2 separate regions of the Zea mays genome follow, and region 1 is linked to region 2. Evidence: chromatin contacts called from public Hi-C data. All regions are on one chromosome and are shown on one strand. The core of a region is the stretch at or near the end of the contact, and the rest is flanking DNA. Distances in the headings are between cores, read along the strand shown. Region 1 holds the start of LOC103647086 (DDT domain-containing protein PTM). Region 2 has its middle 56 kb from the start of LOC107303347.

The links. A called contact is a pair of places that touch in the nucleus more often than the background predicts.
Region 1: a Hi-C map of leaf shows a contact between it and region 2, with 6 times the contacts expected there. The contact joins the promoter of LOC103647086 here to the enhancer-like site in region 2. A contact is called at or near these places in 4 of 25 Hi-C or Micro-C datasets (bundle sheath, endosperm, leaf and 1 more).

The regions. Positions count from the first base shown.
Region 1 is chr2:148,916,289-148,919,047 of Zm-B73-REFERENCE-NAM-5.0, forward strand. LOC103647086 (DDT domain-containing protein PTM) reads left to right here and starts at 1,285. Exons shown (of 9, transcript XM_008671643.3): 1 at 1,285-2,759. The coding sequence starts at 1,570.
Region 2 is chr2:148,818,750-148,821,647 of Zm-B73-REFERENCE-NAM-5.0, forward strand. No RefSeq gene overlaps it. Among protein-coding and RNA genes, the nearest start is that of LOC107303347, 56 kb to the left of the region's middle. Within about 2 kb of position 1,467, at least 16 of the 20 cell types and tissues checked have an H3K27ac peak or open chromatin away from gene starts, as enhancers often do. A contact at or near this core is called in bundle sheath, leaf and tassel, where this site is marked.

The DNA.
Region 1 (2,759 bases), core at 35-2,534, 97 kb after region 2:
GTTGATTCTTGATAGCATCAATATGTATGCACAAGTGTCCCCCGTTGCAACGCACGGGTATATACCTAGTCAAACATAAGAAGTTGCATGTGTCCAGTAAAACCACTTAAAACCAGAGTCACTTGATACGAGACATGCTCAGCCATGCAGGCAACGCCCACTATACGGCGGAACCAAACACGGTCTTTATCACGCTGATAATATTGTGAAACATGCTGCTAGTGACTAGAACCTTTCGTTGTTTTTCATTTCTCACGATCAACATATAGCAGATGAGAGTATATAACACTATAACACACATACAAAGGAACAGAAATAGAAGGACCGTTTTTATATTTCTCGGAATATTGGTGGTCACTGCAACGCAACGGTGTCTTCAACGGCGATATTGACGTAGAGTTTATCATGCTGACAACGTGTCGTGAAGCACACTGCCAGTGACTAGAACCTTTCTTTTTTCCATCTCTCATTAATTATCGACATAGCAGATGAACGAAAGTAGAACACATAGACATAGAAATAGAAAGACTAATTTTTATTTCTCTAAATATTGGTCATCACATACATACGCAGACTAAAAGTTTAGTAGGATGCCACGTGTTAGGGTTTTTCTCCATCTCCTTCGCTTCTTTTCCATGGTAGAGTTCGTATGCTGTACAGCAAAGAGAAACGAAGGCCACCATCCACACCGCGGGATTTGTGGCTAGCTCAGTAGGGGTGGTCACTGGGGAAAACACCGGGAGCAAGTGCTGCCGGGGAAGACGTACGAGTACGACTTGGCGCGAGCAAGCAAACCGTTGCCGTTGCCCTGCCTGCCCTACTACCACCTGAGCAGGCGACCCCTCCACCGGATTTGAATTTGAAAAAAAAACTCGCAGCACGCTCCCTTCCCTCCACCACCGCCCGCCTCCCGGTTGCGGCCGTCGACCACCGAGCGGTCGCCGTACATGCTGGAGTGGACGCGGCGCGGACACGACGAGGTCGCCGAGCTGCACCTGCACGCTCGCTCAAAACGAACCAGGTCAGGTCCGTCCACACCCGCGCCCGCCAGCCCGCATCCGCGGACGAGAGCGGAAGCGAACTGAACTCTCCCGAACCAGCCAGCCAGAGCCAGCCCACCACGCGGCCACGTCCCACTGTACGGGTCAGTCCGCACTGGTGCACCCGCACCCGCACCCGCACCCGGGAAGGGCGACGCGAGTCAGTCAGGCTGGGTGCGACGAGTCGGGTGCGGCGCACTCGGTGCCCGTGCCCTTGCCTTCGTGCACCCCGCTGCGCTGGTGCCCCAGCCCAGTGCTTGTGCTTCTCCTCCCTCCCACCCATCCACCCATCATCATCTCGACCTCTTCCCCCAACTCCTCGCCGCCGCCACTTGCCGGTAGGGTTTGCGAGCCCATCCCGCTCCAATCGCCCGCCGCCGCCGCGAGATCGGCGGCTCCCATCCCAGATTCGTTCCCGCCCACGCCAGCGCGCCGCATCCGATACCCGTCCCGTTGGCCCGCGACTCGCGAACGAGGATGCCTCAGTAGGGCGCGCGCGTGTCGAGCTAGGGTTGTCGCGTCCGAGGCCATGGACACCGCCGCGGGCCCGGGGCCCCGGGACGGCCCCGATCGGACGCCGCAGGGGCCCGGCGCCTCCCCCGAGGAGGCCGCCGCTGATGGCGTGAAGACGGACATCGCAGGTGGGGCGGAAGCGCTTGCAGCGGCAGGCGCGGCCGGTGAGGCCGATCCGGGTGGAGGCGCCGCTGCGGCGGGGCGTGGGGGTGACGCGGAGGCCTCGGCGAGCGAGCCCACGGCGGAGGAGGTTAACGAAGGCTGCGGCGGCGCCGCTGCTGCTGCGGGCGGAGATCGCCCCGCCGCGCCCGAGGCGGATGCGGACGGCGGCGCGGGCAAAGGGCGGTCTGCTGTGCACGCGGTGAGTGAGGTGGAGCAGGGCCAAGGCATTGCGGGGGCAGCGCAGGATGTGGATCCCGCGGTGTTTGAGGTGAAGAAGATGGACGTGAGCGAGGGTGGCGACGCAAGCAAGCAGAATCAGCACTCTCCGTCTTGTACGGCCAGCGAGGTGGATGTGGGGATCGTTCCTGTGGCAGTGCGAGATTTGGATCCTGTGGGGTCTGAAGTGATGATGGAGGTGGACGACGGCCATGTCAGGGAACAAGAGCGCGCGGGAGTGGCTGTGGCGGGCAGCGAGTTTAAGATGGAGGAAGCTGATGGAAGAGTGGTGCATCAAGGGTCTGCTGCCACATCTGCTGGGGGCCTTCAGGCGCGAGCCGAGGAAGTGGGAGAGTGCTTGGTCGGCCGTTACATTGGCCGCAACGCGCCAATGCAAGCGGGGATCCTTATTGGGAAGGTTGCATCCTATGATAGCACAGCTGGCATCTACAGCGTGGTGTTTGAGGATGGACATAATGAGGATTTGGAGCTTCCTGAGCTCCACGAGTTCCTCATGCCCGACAAGAATGGCACGTTAGGCATGAGTGTGAACTGCAGGAAGAGGAAGCTGGGCCTGCTGGTTTTGTCGGGGAGTGTCTCGGAGGTGAAAGAGCCAGCAAGTACTAGACAGAGGGTTGACGGATGCGAGATGCCTGCCAACACTGATGCACTGCGGTATAGTGGGTCTGGCTCGGATATGTCCGAGGATATCGAATCTTCGAGTAATTCATCCGATTTCACTAAAGAAGAACCATCTGAGCCGTGTCCTCCTGTACAGGCTGTGGAGTTGCCCCCGTCATCGGGAGACATTCATGTGCCAGAAGATTC
Region 2 (2,898 bases), core at 217-2,716:
CCAGACCATTGATCTGGCGATGTGCGAGTAAGAGTGCATCACGTTCATTTTAAATCGTGTCCGTCCATCGTGGATCCTACGACCGAATTCACATTCTGGTTCGTCGTGATTAGAATCTGATCTTGACCGCATGGTTTAGATCGAATGACTGAGAGCAGCCCGTACCCCTTCATCCATGTATTCTTTCTAAAGAGTCCCTCACCCTTTAGCAAATCAACCCGCGGTCCTCCTTTGCAAAGAACGCAACAAACAGGCCCAAAGTTTTGCGTCAGGCACCCTGGTTTTCCCTGGAATGATGCCCACCACCCAACAGTCGTAAGAAATTCATAAATTGGATAAGTAAATGAATTCTAAACATATAAATAAACCTGTAAATTTAGATAATTCATATCTTTTGCATTTTAACAACAATTTAGGCCGTTCAAATTGCATTAGTATCGTAATAATACTGCCTACATTTTTGTACATTATTTTACCAAGTAGCACGTTTTCAAAAATATATATTAGTTTAACCTATGTGTAGTAGGTTAATCTTGCAAAACCAAGTTAATCAGCCTATAATTATAAGTTGACTAAAATATGATTTCTAATTAAGCTATAACTTAGTTTAAGATTGAATTAGTTATTTCCTTAGAAGATCTTCCTCACATGATTTATACTAATCCACATAGAACATAGTTTCCATGTTTAATCACATAAATCTTCCAAAAACTATATCTTTTCATCCATAACTCCGATTTTAGTAGTTCTTGAACCTGCGACCTCGTAGCATCGCGTAGAATATTCTTACGATGTGTAACACCCAAAAATCTATTTTAGGATTCATAAAAGTTTCTCCAAAAATATTTGAGTTAAAATATCATTTAATAATAGATTCCTTTCTTTTTAAAGTATATCTCCCTAAAATAAATAAATAGTAATATCAAGAGCTTGGTAGTTTAGAACTGAGATTCAGATCTTGAAAGTAAAGTTCAAGTTTAAACTACGGAACAATAAGTAAAAGAAACACTTTCAATATATTTATTATAACTTTATGATTAAATCACTCCTTAGAAATATTTTAATAAAAATAAATAAATAGATCATGGTGAAGATTTTATATTAAATTTCTCCTAAACTAAGTAATGTGTGAATTATTCTCTTATGAATTATGCATATAGAAGCATTTATTTAGGTGAATAATTAACCAATAAATAAATAAAATATATCATGAATTCATGTTGAGGTTCTTTGTTTGCTGCATTTGACTGGTGGTTGAATTTCAAAGCAAATTTGAACTCAAATCTGAAAAATAGAAAATAGAGAAATAGAAAAAAGGAAAGCATTCCTACTGTTGGGCCAAAACTACCTCACCTTGGCCCACTTCCTCTTTACCTGCCACATAGCGCTCAGCCCACGCCAGCCCACTTAAACTGCGCCACAGCTCTGTCGCGCCCACCAGTCCAGTTCGACACCGACAGGCGGGCCCCGGTGGACAGTGTATAGCTCGCGCGCAGCTGGAACGGTCACCGACATGTGGGGCCGGACCGTCAGACCCTTCTCCTAGCTTAGTTTGTTACGATTCATGCGCCATAGATGCCGCGCCTCCCTCCCCGGGTCGGATTTCGTCGGGTCCTATAAAACGTGGGCAATGTGACCATCTATTTCCCCCCACCAATGTGCCCACCGATGTGTGGGTGTGTGAGCCCCGCCGCCACGCCATTAGCCACCGCAGACGACTCGAGCTGGCGCCCTAATTCTTGGTAAAACGTGTCTGCTGCCGCTCGGGGTACGGGATCGGACCTAAGAGCTTCGTGAAGCTTCTCAGATCATGAACGTCGCAATTCCTGGGCGGATTGCACTCCGGGCCACCGGGAATTGCTCGCCGGAGCAATTCCTCCGCCGCGGGAAGACCCCCTAGCGCGGACCATCTCCTCTGCGTCACCATACTAGGTACGAACCATCCCCATTCGTTTCGCCCTCGTGTCCGCGATATGTTGCACCTTCCGGTATGGATTATGGTGCTCGGGGCGGGATTTGGCCGTTGCCGGCGAAGTGCCGCCGGGTAGACTATGTGCGCCGCCGTATCTGGCCACTGTCTTCGGTCGAATGGGTAGAATGGGGTGCGAACTGTTGGATCATCAACAAAGGGAGCAAATTAGGGGAACCGTTAATCTCGGATGAACGCTCTAGATCATATCGTAACATACTAAAGTGTCCGGGCAGATTGGGATCGTTGATGAACGATCGTGGGTCTTGGGCACCTTGTGCGATCTCAGCCGTTGATCTTGAATCCTGGGGGCCTAGTCCCGTACCGGTTCGTTTAAGTTACATTTAATCTGGGCCTTCAGTGCTCGATCCTGCGGCTGTGATCTACCCATACCCCTTCACTGTGACTTTTAGCTAAAAAGACCCTAGGTTTATGTGAATTCAAGACCGCCGTCCATATACGAATTAAAATAAATAGAATTAAATCAGGACTTTGCAAAGACACCCCTGGGACTTATGTTGAGATATAAAATCATTAGTAAAATACCTAGAAACTTTGTATTTCATAACTTTAGCATTTTAACTCTGCTTTTGTTCGTTCAAGTTGCGTTAGTTTCTCAATAAAATTTACTACACAGTGACAAACCTTATTTTGTCAAATCACACACTTTTATGGTTAGGTATTTATTTATCCTATATAGAGTAGATTAATCTTTTATCTAAGTAATCTGACTATAAATATAAGTTGACCAGTAGATGATCTCTAATAAAGTTATAGTTTAGATTAAAATTGAATTAATAATTTCTTAGATTATCTTTCTCACATAATTGGTAGAAAAAAATTAAGGCCTAGTGTTAATTATTTAAATCACTAAAATCTTCCGAAAACCATATCTTCTTAACCGTAACTCCGATTTTAGTGGTTCTTGA